Linked DNA regions of Mus musculus: regions 1 and 2 are each linked to region 3. Evidence: chromatin contacts called from public Hi-C and HiChIP or PLAC-seq data. All regions are on one chromosome and are shown on one strand. Each heading gives the region's core, a stretch centred on a gene start, on an enhancer-like site or on the middle of the called end of the contact. The rest is flanking DNA. Distances are from core to core; before and after follow the strand shown. Region 1 overlaps Gm32210 (a long non-coding RNA gene). Region 2 overlaps Gm32210 (a long non-coding RNA gene). Region 3 has its middle 100 kb from the start of Gm32137.

Region 1 (4,651 bases), core at 359-2,858, 170 kb after region 3:
CCTCAATTTCATATGTGCTACTTCATCGGCATCTGGCTGGCAAATGTTCTGGGGTCTTGTAGGCAGCCGGGCGCCTAAAAGATGGCGCCGGCCTCCCGTACATCTGTAAACAATGCCACTGCGCAGGCGCTAGCCCGAATCTGGTGCCAACCCCTCCCAAGCAGGTGCATACAAATCAAAGTGCCGGAAGACTGACCAATCCCAGGAGGACACATAGCTCTCCCCAGTGCTGGGGTGTATATAAGCAGTCCTCCCTGGGTTTCCGGAGTTCCCGTAGCATTGAGGTGTTCCTGAAATAAAAAAGGCTGTTGAGAAGAATCCGACCGTGTTGCATTTTTTTCTTGCTGGACGAGGTGAGCGCAACAGGGTCTGACTCTTTTCCAGAGTTCTTATCTCTGTCAGAAGTCTTGCCTCTTCTCTTCTTCTTTGCTATAGGCTAGTTAGCTTTTTATTAAACCAATCGGAAGGTGATGGAAAAGATGTTCTCAAAACATTTGAGACAGGTGATACTTAACATAACCAAAGCTCATTCTGCATTCAGCTCTCCGCTTCACAGAACTCAGTGTTTGAATAATACGAAGACACTACCCAAGAATACTATCCCAATAAACAAATTAATAAAGAAACTCTAGCTAGCACTCTATACCTGGATGTGTGATTACAAAAGAAAAGACCGTGAATAACAAGCAATAGTGGTGATGTGAAGAAATGGTAATTTTTATTCACTTCTGTTTGAAATATAAAATGATCCCGCTGCTTTAGAATGCAGTCTATTAAGATCTCTGAAAGAGTAAGCACTAAGAGACCTTACCAACTAGCAATTCCACTCCTGGGTGTAAAGCCAAGAAAGGTGAGAACACACATCCTTATAGTCTCATACAGTGTGCGATATCCAAAAGATGGGAACAGACCAAGAATCTATCCACTCCTGAACATTTCAGCAAAGCACAGTAGGCCCATACACTAGAATTGTTCTGCCATAAAACTAATGAAATATTGTTCCATGATACGGTATAAATACACCTCAAAAGCCTCACACATGCTAGTCAAAAGGGCAAGTCACAAAAGGCAAATTGCTGGGAGATCCCATTTCATCAGTTATAAGATAAAGGGCTCCATAACAGCACAAAGTAAATTATGGTTTACAGAAGTTGAAAGAGTTCTAAAAAAATTGAATGTGTCAGTAAAAAGGGATTGGGTTTTCCAAGGTGATGAAAATGTTCAAAACTTAATTGTGGTGATGGTTGATCAGCTCCACAAATGCACTCAAAAATGAGTGAGCAAAATGCACAATGGGTGAGTTGTACCTCAAAGAAGCTGTTGTCCATTTGAGAAGACTATTTTGGGAAACTTGGAAGTGAAGGTTTTGAAAGGCCTGCTGTCACAGGGCTGTTAGACCTATGATTAACCAGAGACATCAGTTGGCTTAGTCCTCATATCGGGAAGCAGGCATCAGAGTGAGGGATGAGGTAAGAGGCTCTCTGTGGCTTGGTGGATACCACTCCCACCAGAGAAGGAGGGAGGAAGGAGCCCTAACCAGATCAGACAGAGCCATTCCAGGACCTCCTTCCATGCCCCACTCTCTGGCGTCAGTGGCGTAGTCTGCCACCTAAGGCAAGCGGATATGAGTGGGTTCATCCAAGAAAACACTCAAAAGCTTGCCTAGACAGAGTATGAGCTCAGAAACTTCTCTTTTACCTCAGAGGCTTAAAATTTTTGATTCATTTGGTAACAGTTTATCTTTGATGACGGACCAATGCATGACTCAGTTTTGTGGCGTTTAGCACCTCCATGCTGGGAACTAACTCAAATGCTTTTTACTTATCCCAGAGACAGCCCTGGACTTCAGCCCAAGCTTCCTGCTCCCTCCTGGCTCCCACAATAGGGATTTTTTTGTATGTCCATCTCTCAGGAGACCTAATGGAGAGGCTGTTGTGTTACTGGGTATGTAAAGTTCCAGTCCTTTGATGTTTCCTCTGTCGTTTCTAATCTGAACTACAGATATTAACTGACAGCTTTAGCTAGGGCTTTCAAGAACAGAAAACAAGCTGATAAAGATGAATGTTCTGATTTATATTCAAACTTCACTTTACTAAAATCAAAGCGAGAGCACTGGGTATTTTTAAACAGGGGCTCCCCGGGTATGTGGTAGGCGCTGCTTAGCATCTGATCCTCAGGGTAGGTCCAGAGCCTTAGCCAGTATTTGTCCTGCTTCAGGGACATTATGGCCATACTCATTTGGCATCAATTAAATTGTTCAGACTTGCTGTCACCATTTGTTTAACTTTAGGCCACTGGTATTCACAAGGAATCTCTGAGTTTTCCCATGTGTGGATTATACACATTTTACTAGGTTCTTCGCATGGTGGCTCTTGCTGAGGTTGGCCCATGATCTCCTACCTCATATGGTTAAGACCTAAATGAAGCACCAACAGAGGCCTGCACTCCCCTCAGTCATGGATCCTGTAGGTGTTCAAAACCCCATAGCAGCACTTGGTGAAGACCAGAGTGCTGCAGTGGGGTCACCATTCCCTCTCACAACCTCTCTGGTATCTTCGTGCAAGCTGCCTTGTAGACGCTACAGCCTAAATCATCTAAAAAGCAATCCCAACAAATCAATCCTTGATCAAAAGACATCAGGACCCTTTATGCTCATTCTGTAGGCTAAGCCAGAATCTATTCATCCCCTACTCAAATGTACTCAGTGATGATCAAAACAAGGGAGCCTTGAGCATAAAAAGCCACATGTTTTAATGATCCATTCATAAAAAAAAACCCTCTCATGTTCTAGTGATCTATTCACAAAGGGAAATTACTACCAAGTACTTCCTCCCATCCCCCTCTTTTTCTTCAAGGAAAGGCTAGCTGTGAGGATCCAAGAGAAGTGACAGTACTGTCTTCTTTTCCCCTTGATCCCAGGTTAGGTTCTTCCTCTGCCTTCCCTTTCTGTACTGACTGCACCCTCTGTTATAACTTTGCTTGAATGTCTTTGGTGTGTCCTCATCAGAGCCCTAACTATAGCAACAAATGCCTTATATTTCTCATACTTTAGTACCCACTAAACAAACAATTTCTTGATGTTTTACTGTTTTAATATAGCCTAATAAATAGAGAATAAACACAACTATACACATCTATACTATATAAATGTTTGGCTTGTGTGATACACAGTATTCCAAGTGCCTAAAACCCATGAGATAAATAAAAGGAAAACATTTGCAATAAAAAAAGCAGAAAGAATCTTGAATTTGGACAGGAAGTGGTTAAGACTGCCCATCTGGTGTATCAACCAGATCCTGATACCTGGGCTGCCAGCTTGATGCTCATAGGGGTTGATCAGACTTTCTTGTATCTAGAGGCTGAGCAGCATATACTACAGTATCTACCGTAAGAGACTGCAGAATCATAAGAATGAAGTTACTAAATGTCATGAAGTAATTCTAAGGGTGGCCATCTTTATTTTATTTAATTTCTGACCTAAATTGCTTATGTACTAGTTGTGTTACAATGTTATGACCCTGTCCAATATGATGATGATTCAAAGCTGTGGAATTATGACCAGACTACTCCATGGGAAATGTTGCCCATCGTGAGTCTTATCCCTTAGGTCATTTGTTTAGCCAATCTCCTTGAAGTCCTGAGCTAGTGTGGAAAAAAAAATGTCTGAATGATCTATGCCAGACTGATCTAAGTTTCTGGAGAACATCGACCTCTCTGAATTTCGAAGTCAAGTAACACTGATGGCATTTTCCAAACATGGACTTGGCCTCAGAAGACTGGAGAGTGTCAAAGTGGGAAAACTTCAATAAAATCATCTCTCTGCTGCCATTTCATGAGCAACTCTCATTTTCCTTTAGAAAAGTCATTCCTCAGACCAGTAAAAGCTGCTGGCAGATGTAGGTTGTATTAAACAGATGGTTGGTCTGCAGCTAAAGCTGGACCCTGGCTGAGCTTGTTGCACCATGGCTTCTTGTGGAGGATGGACAGGTAGCTAACAAGTGTAGAACACTTCTAGGCGTCAGTTGAGGATGAGAGAACATTGCATGCACCTTCACATGAGATGTTCAAAAGAAGGGAAGAGACTCCAAGCTAAGGATTATTAACAAACTACTGAAAGAAGGACTTGAACATCTGTTGGTTGTGGGATAGAATCCTTTTCACATAAATCCTGGAGAGGTGAACTCTGCTCCTGTCAAGTTGAGTTCACACAGTGTGGAATAATGCCATGTCTACACACACAGGCTAATAGAGTCAGCTAATATTTTAAGGTATATTAGAAGAACAAGAATTAAGATTTGTATTATTTATGTACATACATGAAGAAGCTAGTTGTAAAGATGGATTTTCTTGTTTACGTATTTGACCAAATGTTCAAAATGGGATGTCACAGTGCAAATAGATCGTCCTCAGCAATAAACAAAAGCATTGTATGATCATTAGGGTCATATTTGAACACTTCAGGATCACAGGTTTCTTCTCTCCATGTTTTTTTTTTCTCTTAATCATGATATTTTTCTCTGGGATGACATGTTCCTAAGCCATTATAAAAATTCTTTCTTGTTCCACTGTATATTATAAATGTTCATATATGTATATGTATACACATATATATGTCATAAATGATAATAACTTTACATAAGCAGAGACCATC
Region 2 (4,133 bases), core at 938-3,437, 190 kb after region 3:
ACATCATCTCTGGAATCTGCAGTAAGTGACCAAGGAAAACAAAGTCCCTGCTTGGGAGTATTTGTCAGTATGCACAAATGCACAATTTCTCTGCCATGCACTGTCCTATGTAGGGCCTCTCAATGTGAGGTAGAGCAGAGCAACCTTGAAGGACCTCCCTGGTTTTGCATCTCTGGAAAGAGCATGGTGATTGCTCTTCCTAGAGGCAGGAGTTTACACAAAGACAAGGAGGCAGGGTCCATAGGAACTATTATATCCAATAAGCTCTGAATCCAGGGCAGGATCTATGGACCAGAATTGGTCTCTCAAGTGTCAGCTCTTCCTTCTATGAACATTCACCGTGAAGAACTGCTCTTTTGCTAAGACGCACATATCCAGGTAAATGTAACCAGACAAGGGCTATGGATCACTCATGCCTGCCATGTGCTACTGGGGCAGAGGGACTGTCTTGGGAATTATTCTCCTGTCTCCAGAACCTTGGATAACATAGAAACCCCTATCCTAATCCCTGCCTCAGAAAATGTACTCCCTGATCCTCTTTTGGAAGAAGTACCTTATAGCAGCCCTAAACAAAGGATTTCTAGCACCCAGAGGTGGGGCAGGGAGAAGGGCAGTTAAATAATATAGAGAAACTGTTCCCTGGACAGGGCTCTTTAAAAGCTGATGCCATCCATGGCTTGTCATAACCTGCTTTTCAATTTATATAAGAATCAACAGGGAATCTAATTTAGCATAGCTGAACCTTGGTGAGCCACAATCCTGCCCCTTACTGAATGAACCAGTTCAACAATTTCTTCCTGTAATAAATAATAGTGGAATTTTGTTTTGTTTTTTACTCGTTTTGGGGACATGTTCTCATATAGGCCAGAAAACTCACTATGTAGCTGAAAATGGCTTTAAACATCTGATCCTAGTCTACCCCTCCAAAGTATTGTAACATAAGCCCAGACATTCTAAAAGCGCTCATTATAATATCTAATACATATGCATAAAGTTTATATAGCACTTGCCTGAAAATATAAAACTATTAGAGACAAACAGCAAATGAGCCTTAGCATTGTAATAATTCCCCACAGGATCAGAGTGAATAAGAGGCACTTTCATATATGTATGTAACATACTTTGATCATATTTGTCACCTGCTATTTTAACCCCTGTCTTCCTTCTATCTTGCTTAATTTCATGCCCCTTTTCTTATCTAGGATGACATCATAGAAAAAGCATATTATATTATTCCGAGTGTGGCTTATTTCATTTAACACAATGATCTACAGTTCCATTCATTTGCCTGAAAACAGCATAAATCTTATTCTTTCTTATAGCTGAGTAAAAATTTTACAACTGAGCTTTTATGATACCAGACAGAACTTACAAGAAAGAAAACATGCATGTAGGGAATAAAATGGAAGACTGGAAATAAGGAAAATATCTAATAGAAGATATGCCCTTCTTAGAAGGCAGTAAGCTAAATACAGTAATAGAAATATGTAATACTTATTGGATGCTTACTATAAATAGGATCTACACTATACTCTCATATGTACTAACTACTGTAAACCTCATCTCAGTCATCAGATGAAGGATGTGAGGCACAAAAGGCTGAAGTAACCTCAGCATCACACAGCTATTGAATGACAGGTACTTTCAGACTCTGAAGAAGATATTCATGTGGTGAAGAGTGAACTGGAGATTTATTAGACTTCAGATATCTTTGTATCCTAGGGCCAGGCACATGCATAGTCAGTCAGCAAGCAATGACTTGTCCTAAGGAAGTGAGCTGAATTGAATGATCTGCAAAGAAGTGGAGAAGAAGAAAAATCCTAAGGTCATCATAGAAACTGAAATTGCAAGACCAGGAGCCAGAATATGCAGTACTCTGCCCTTGCCCCTGGATAAGCTTCAGGGGAAGTCCAGGAAGAAATCCAGAGGCACTGAATAGGTCTTTGGTCCTATCAGGAGACAAATAGAAGGTAAAGAATAGAGCAAGGCTCCACAATTCCAACTTGAATAGTACATTTGTGTACCATGACTCTGAGCACCAGGCATCCTCCATCTAGCGGCTTGTTTAAGCTCTGAAAATACATACCCTCCTTAATAGATGGACACTTATTTCAGTCTTGTCATTCAAGTGGCTAACTACTGTGACCACAACTTTCTCAAGAACGCTTGTCATGTTGAGACAAACCACAGGAATGACTGGGCAACACCCTGGGAACTCAAACTCTGAAGTATACTAACAGTTGTGTGACCCTAAGCACAGCAGTCTGGCTACTTCTCCAAATTCACTGCTTTCAGTCTAACAACAGAGTGGCTTAAAACAGTGCCTCCATCCATATATCCATCCATCCACATATTCAAGGCCATTCTGTATCCCTACCTGACCCTCCTCTATTACAGCTGCTCTGCTTGGCTTTGGCCATTTCCTCTCCTTTTTTCTTCTCCCCTCCACCTCACTTCACACAGCCCATTTCATTTTCTATCTCTCTAAAGAGAGATAGCATTTTCTCCAGTCAGGAGAATTCAACAGGCCAATGTAATAAACATTTTATGAATCTAGCAAGTGCTTGTCTGCCATTTTAATGTCTTAGTTATTTCACATGGCCTCAGTTACAGTCTCCCTGGGGCAACAGCTCTTCATTTTAGTTCCAAAGACAAAGCATGTAATCTAACTCCCAAATCCTACTAAAGGGCAGAAAATGTGGTACCCACTCACTCACATATTCTCAGCGAAGGTTTCACAGACATGGTTTTGTTACAATTATTTTGGGACTGGACTTTTGAATCAATTATACACTTGGTGGGTGCCAACAACATTTGTTCCTTCAATATCATGTTTTTAATAATTAGAAAGTATTTCTCTGGATCACATAATGCTTCAGGCTTGCCAAAAGCGAGCTCCAATAATGACTTCTGAGTGCTGTGAATGATTCTGCTGGGGCTGCCACCACAAAAATAACCTCTTCACCGAGTAGAAATGATTTTCTCTTAACTTGATCTGCTATTTGCCTAGATTTCACTTAAATAAGTTTGCCTTTGAAGACCAGAAACTTTCATACTGTTTATCGTTCAATCCAACTTAACTATCTAGAAAAAAGCTTTTATAGCCCTTCTAACATCAAACATTGGACACAGTGGTATAGAATGAGGTCATTGCTACTCAACATTTGCTGTGATGACCCATTAAGGAGGAGCAAGTATATCTCCCACTTGGCAGATAATTGTTCTTCCAGCCCAAGAAAGTAAGCCTCTGTCTATTTCGGATACTAAGGCTGAGGTTATGATGACTATCAATGCACTTACACTGCCAGGATTGGAGTCCCACAGGATCTCTGCATAAGTAACACAGGCCACCAAGTGTCTCCTTCTTGTACATGTCCCACCTTTGACCTTAGTCATGAGACTCTCTGCTAAATGTCCTCTATCCCTTTGTATGAGTACATTCAGAACATGCTGGAGAGTGTTCAGGACTGGCATACTATTACTGTTATTGAGAGAAATCATTTAACCATAGAATTTTCAAAGGTCTGTGAATAGAATCATAGGGAAGCTCCAACAGGGATAGTTATTGTGATTTTACAATGCGAGACTTCTGTGTAGTCAATCTCAGAGTTTCCTAAACTTAGAGTCAGTCTCACTGGACCAAAAGGATGAGCAAGTCCAGGAGTTATTTGAAAAAAAAAGGGGGGGGGGAGTTGGTTTTATAGAAAATTTTTGTTGTTTTGAATTTTTGGTAGGACTAGAAAATGAATGTAAGGCCTAATACATGCTAGGTAAGCACTTCAAAATGGAATAACCATAGCCCTAAATATTGGTCTTGAAAACACACACACACACACACACACACACACACACACACACACTAGTTCTTTGAGAATTTTGTACAATGTGCTTAAATCCTCTTCATGCCTGCCATAGACCTTTAACTCTTTCCAGATCTCTCTTTCTGTCTGTCTCTGTCTCTGTGTCTGTCTCTGTCTGTCTCTGTCTTTCTGTCTCTCTGTCTGTCTCTGTGTCTCTGTCTCTGTCTCTCTCTCTGTCTCTCTGTCTCTCTCTGTCTCTCTCTCTGTCTCTCTCTGTCTCTCTGTCTCTCTCTGTCTCTCTCTGTCTCTCTCTCTCTGTCTCTCTCTCTCTCT
Region 3 (4,458 bases), core at 1,201-3,700:
CCTGGAAGAGAGGCAGTTTGGCAAGAAGGAAAGCAGGCCTGCTTCTTCTCTCTTCCTTTCGCCTTCTCCTTTTTGGAAACACATAACTCAAAGCAGGTTGACTACATAGCAGATCCAGTTTGTTTTAAACTCTAGTTTCAGAAGCAAATTCTTTCAGTGAATCTAAATTGAGTCCACAAAAATGGCCGGGATGGCTTGTGGACTGGGATATAAGCTCTAAGATGTGACCCCTGTCTCGTTAAAGTTGAGAATATTGAAGCCACGGTGATGGGTAACTTGTCCAGGATCTCACTGCCTCATGACCTACCTTTATTGACAAAGTGTCAGGAAAAGAAGCCAGGAATGACTAGTCAGCTGGCACTGGTCTTCTGATGGGTTGGGCAAGGAAAGGCGTGGGGTCAGGTTAGTGTCACACAGGCTGCCCAGAGGTAGAGAGAAACAGTGACAGCCAAGCTCTAGCTTACAGCAGTGACTCCAAACTAAGACCCAACACTGGATGGACAGCAAGTGACACTGAGAGCAGCTGGTATGCAAGGTGATAAAATCAAATAGGAGTTCCATGAAATGAACAGAGCACCTGGATCCTTGAATGGCTCCCCTTGTAGGAGATGTCTTCACAATCCATCCCATCCACTTTTCCCTGTCTGCCCATGACTCACTCAATGCAACCACATCCAGCACTTTTTATCCACACCCATGGTCTCGGGTGTTCATCAGACTTTTTGACTCTCTTCAGAAGCCCGTGTCCCTTCCTAGCCCCCTTCTTTTCAGTCCAACAGAATTCTACGTATTCTTCAAAGAGCTCTTCAGTCTCACTGCTGCCTCAGAGCCTTCCGTGTACCCTTGCTGGAAGCATTCTTTCCCTTCCCTGGCCTTTCGTAGCCCCATGGCTGCTCCTGTCTCCCAAGCATCAGCATCCTTGTGCATTCTATGCACAGCTATAGTTGCATTGCCTCCTCTCTCTGGCACGGTCATCCTGTCTGCCCTGTGGACCTCGCTTTCGTGTCTCACGCAGGTGCTGAGAAAATAGTTTCCAAGGGAATGATGATCTGAGAGGGGTCCACATGACAATGGCTCCATTGTATTTGCCTTTAGCAAGATTCCTTGATGGGGTGTCATGTTCTCCCAGTATGGAAAGAGACAGAGGTGTTGGAAGTATTTAGGAATGATATATAGAAATGGAGAGTACCTTTTTGAAAATGGGCCAAAGTCAATTTAAAGAAAAAGAAAAACAAAACTGAAGACATTTGTAGAGAAACTAGGCACACTTGTGAACCAGTCTGCAAACATGCAGAGGGCTTTCCCCCAGAGTACTGGAAGTAGTTAGTTTCCATTCCTGATCAAAACACATCAGTAGAAAATTAGCCTAAACAGAAGTATCACTGAGATCACACAGAAGGAAAATATTTCAGAGAGGAGGTGATTCAACACTCAGATGATTTACCAGCGGGAATGTAGACTTTAGCTCTGAATCCAGAAGACTATTAAAGCTCAGACTCCTGAGTGCCAAGGCCAGGTGAGTGACTCCTTCTGGAATGAAAGCCATGCATGAATTTGACAATCTCATCTCTCACACCTCCCTGTGCTGGCTAGGTGTCCTCCTTACATGCCACCAGAAGCCGATCCTACGATTTCCCAGCAGGTGGCGACAATACATAGAAAATTCTGATCACGACAAAGGAGAAAGAAAAGTTTGAAAAGGGCTGCGATTTCTTGAGGATATTAGAGACCCATGCTAGGTCTGTAAAAATCTATTAAGTTCTCCAGAAAACCTGAAAGTCTCTATCAATTTGCCTCACATATTCATCTCCTCTGTTCATTGGAGCTCATTGGAATAAAACAAGACAGTGTGTTTGGCTGTTTGTAAATACAACCTTCCCAACAGGGTATTTGCATTTGCAGAACATAGCCATTTGAAGAACATCTTCTGTGTCTGTGTTCAGAGAAAAGAATGGGAATGCAATTCTTTCAGAGTTACTTTGAAGACCTTATTGGATCTCTCTCTCTCTCTCTCTCTCTCTCTCTCTCTCTTCCCCCCCCCCCCCCGTGTGTGTGTGTGTGTGTGTGTGTGTGCCAATGAGAGATGCTGTCAAAAAAAAAGGGGGATAGGAATTGTTAAGGATGTCCTAAGGATGTTGTTTCTTAAAGACTGTCTCCTAAGTTCAGTAAGTATTGCACACACATTCATGTGCACCCACCAACACGTGTGCACCCCCACCTAAACAAGCACATATATTCTCACACACATAAAAATAACACCTTATTAGTAAAAACAGAGGCAGAATAATGTAAAAGAACAGTGACTCCTCTAAAGATGCACACATATTTAGAGGTCGGCGAGCCTGTGTGTTCTCTAGCTTCCTTCTGAGGAAGACTGCTGCTGCAGGATGCTAGGACCATCAAGTGTCCCTGTGAGTCATTCAAGGGAGCTGGCTCTGCTGACATGCAACAGGCCAACAGGCCAGAGCCTTGTGACTCAGCCCGGAGGCAGCCTCTGGATGAGGATGCATGAGGGTAGCCCATGCCTATCAAGTAATAACCAGGAAGGATGCTGTATATTATGTACCAACAACAGATTCCCTCTCAGGGATACTTCCCATTGAGATCCCCGCAGTGGCCCACTGGACAGTTGCTGCAGCACCATTAAGAGATAAGCTCTGCTTTTTAACCCATTCATGAGTTTTGTTTGTTTTGCTTTTGTTTTCTGGGCCCCGGAGTACTCTGGGCCGCTGAGGTTTACTTCTTTTTCTTGCTTCCCTAGTTAACATTTAGATCCTTGTATTCCTTGGATGGTGCAGGATCATGCCTCCTAAGTGATTTATCAGTGCATATAATATGCATCTTCTCCCCTGCTCTCAGGTGGCTGCATCCGTGGGACTTGCATCTGTGATGTATGGACAGGATGTGACCAACACAGGCTCTTCAGTGGAAAGAAAACTGCTCACTTTCCACAGAGAGGTGGAGAGACTTTCCATTAGCCTTTCTGTCTATCTAGAGTTTTTTTCTCCATTTCCCATGTGCTTCATGACCTCTAGGTTGTTTTGCTTGTTTAGTTGGTTGCGTTTACAAGTCAGTCCTAAGGTCCATTCTATCATGACATCCTTTGGATTAGGATCATAACAACGTGAAATTTTATTATGTGCCTGCAGTAAAGATTTCCCACTAGGTCCCACCAATGAAAACCTGTAGTACAGTTCCCAGTATGAGAAGTGGTTGTCTTTCTGTAAAAAAGATAAAGGATTTAAAACTCTGTGGTTGAATCAAGATAGAGGTGGGACGATGGAAGGCAGCCAGGGGTGGATATCCTCACTGGAGTGCTGGCTCTGAAAGCGCATGCTTTCTTTGGGATTATTTCAGTTGTCAAGCGCAGCAGGCTTGACATCAATACACAGCGGGCCATGGATTATGGCTGTCTCTAATGACCATGTCACAGTGTGTTTGTTGTTCTGGATGTTAATATATAGAGCAAATGACAGCTCTTTAATTGAAGGTTGGAAGTGCCCCTTGCTAAGGCGCCTGGGTGACACATCCTTAACCACTGAAGTGAAACCCAAGACACTTGCTGGCTACGAAATGATACCCTGGAAGTCCTCTTCCTATTTGTGTATGTGCTTGGGAGGGAACATGAGCCCAGCAGCGGGCCTGCACCTCACTGGCAGCTCTTGATTTTTACCAGAGGGTGGCATCATTGGGGAACTAGCAAGGGTATATCAGTTCCATAGGAAATCCCAGCTAACCAGAGCTTTAGTGGAACATGGAACATGGCAACACAGGGTGTTTGAGGCCAGAAGAAAGGGATCAGGTCTTGTACTTTCTTTACAAAAAGTTGAATTGTCTTTTCAAGGTTCTGGAGGTCAGAGGGACAAAGTGGGTTACCCTGGAGTAAAATCAAGCATTCATTCTGGGTGGTCTGGTGGGAGTATATTTCTTCTATTTTTCTAGTTTCTAGAAGCTTCTTATGTTCTGTGACTTGGGAACCCTTTTCATCTGTTCTCTGTTTTCTATCGACTGGTTTTCTTGTTTCATTCTCTCAACTTTGGAAATCTCTGTGATTGTATTGGCTCTTTAATCTCTTCATACCCAAATCATCTGATAAGCCATCTTAATTCTATCTACTTTCTTTAATTCCCTCCTCTCACTACCATTCAGCAAAGATACCATTCACACTGGGTCTATGAATAAAAACGTGGGCATCTTTGGGATGGAGACATTATTCTTCTTACCTGGAAGGTACTAGATTAGGAAGGCTCTGTGGAATACTCATAGATGAGATAAGACTGTTGTAGTCTAAACCTTGGAGAAAAGGACTATGGGTGGGAGAGTTACGTAAGACAAAGGCTGTTCCAGAGGTCTTAAAAGCAAAATTCTTAATCAAACCAAGATTGTCTTTTGCTAAGAGCACATGTTTTGGGCTAGGCAGAACATAGGGTCCAATGTGAAGTTTATCACTGAGTGGAT

Evidence for each region. Hi-C and Micro-C count contacts between places; a contact is called where the count stands out from the background. HiChIP or PLAC-seq counts read pairs in DNA pulled down with a chosen protein or histone mark.
Region 1: a contact with region 3 is called in an H3K27ac HiChIP or PLAC-seq map of embryonic fibroblasts, with 3 times the contacts expected there. The contact joins two enhancer-like sites. A contact is called at or near these places in 1 of 15 datasets of contacts at CTCF or cohesin (the NIH/3T3 cell line), 5 of 484 Hi-C or Micro-C datasets (adipose-derived mesenchymal stem cells, embryonic fibroblasts, embryonic stem cells and 2 more) and 3 of 115 datasets of contacts at active chromatin or transcription factors (the NIH/3T3 cell line, embryonic fibroblasts and fibro-adipogenic progenitors).
Region 2: a contact with region 3 is called in a Hi-C map of the C2C12 cell line, with 5 times the contacts expected there. The contact joins two enhancer-like sites. A contact is called at or near these places in 1 of 39 promoter capture datasets (the 3T3-L1 cell line), 2 of 15 datasets of contacts at CTCF or cohesin (both in the NIH/3T3 cell line), 16 of 484 Hi-C or Micro-C datasets (the C2C12 cell line, MC3T3-E1-derived osteoblasts, adipose-derived mesenchymal stem cells and 5 more) and 4 of 115 datasets of contacts at active chromatin or transcription factors (the NIH/3T3 cell line, embryonic fibroblasts, pancreatic cancer cells and 1 more).

The regions. Positions count from the first base shown.
Region 1 is chr2:117,708,818-117,713,468 of GRCm38.p6, forward strand. It overlaps Gm32210 (a long non-coding RNA gene), which reads left to right. Exons shown (of 3, transcript XR_374901.1): 2 at 1,831-1,944. Among named protein-coding and RNA genes, the nearest start is that of Gm32210, 6.2 kb to the left of the region's middle. Within about 2 kb of position 1,609, at least 34 of the 459 cell types and tissues checked have an H3K27ac peak or open chromatin away from gene starts, as enhancers often do. A contact at or near this core is called in embryonic fibroblasts, where this site is marked.
Region 2 is chr2:117,729,269-117,733,401 of GRCm38.p6, forward strand. The region is part of intron 2 of Gm32210 (a long non-coding RNA gene); the gene reads left to right. Among named protein-coding and RNA genes, the nearest start is that of Gm32210, 26 kb to the left of the region's middle. Within about 2 kb of position 2,188, at least 38 of the 459 cell types and tissues checked have an H3K27ac peak or open chromatin away from gene starts, as enhancers often do. A contact at or near this core is called in the C2C12 cell line, embryonic fibroblasts, granulosa cells and 1 more, where this site is marked.
Region 3 is chr2:117,540,046-117,544,503 of GRCm38.p6, forward strand. No RefSeq gene overlaps it. Among named protein-coding and RNA genes, the nearest start is that of Gm32137, 100 kb to the left of the region's middle. Within about 2 kb of position 2,451, at least 38 of the 459 cell types and tissues checked have an H3K27ac peak or open chromatin away from gene starts, as enhancers often do. A contact at or near this core is called in the C2C12 cell line, embryonic fibroblasts, granulosa cells and 1 more, where this site is marked.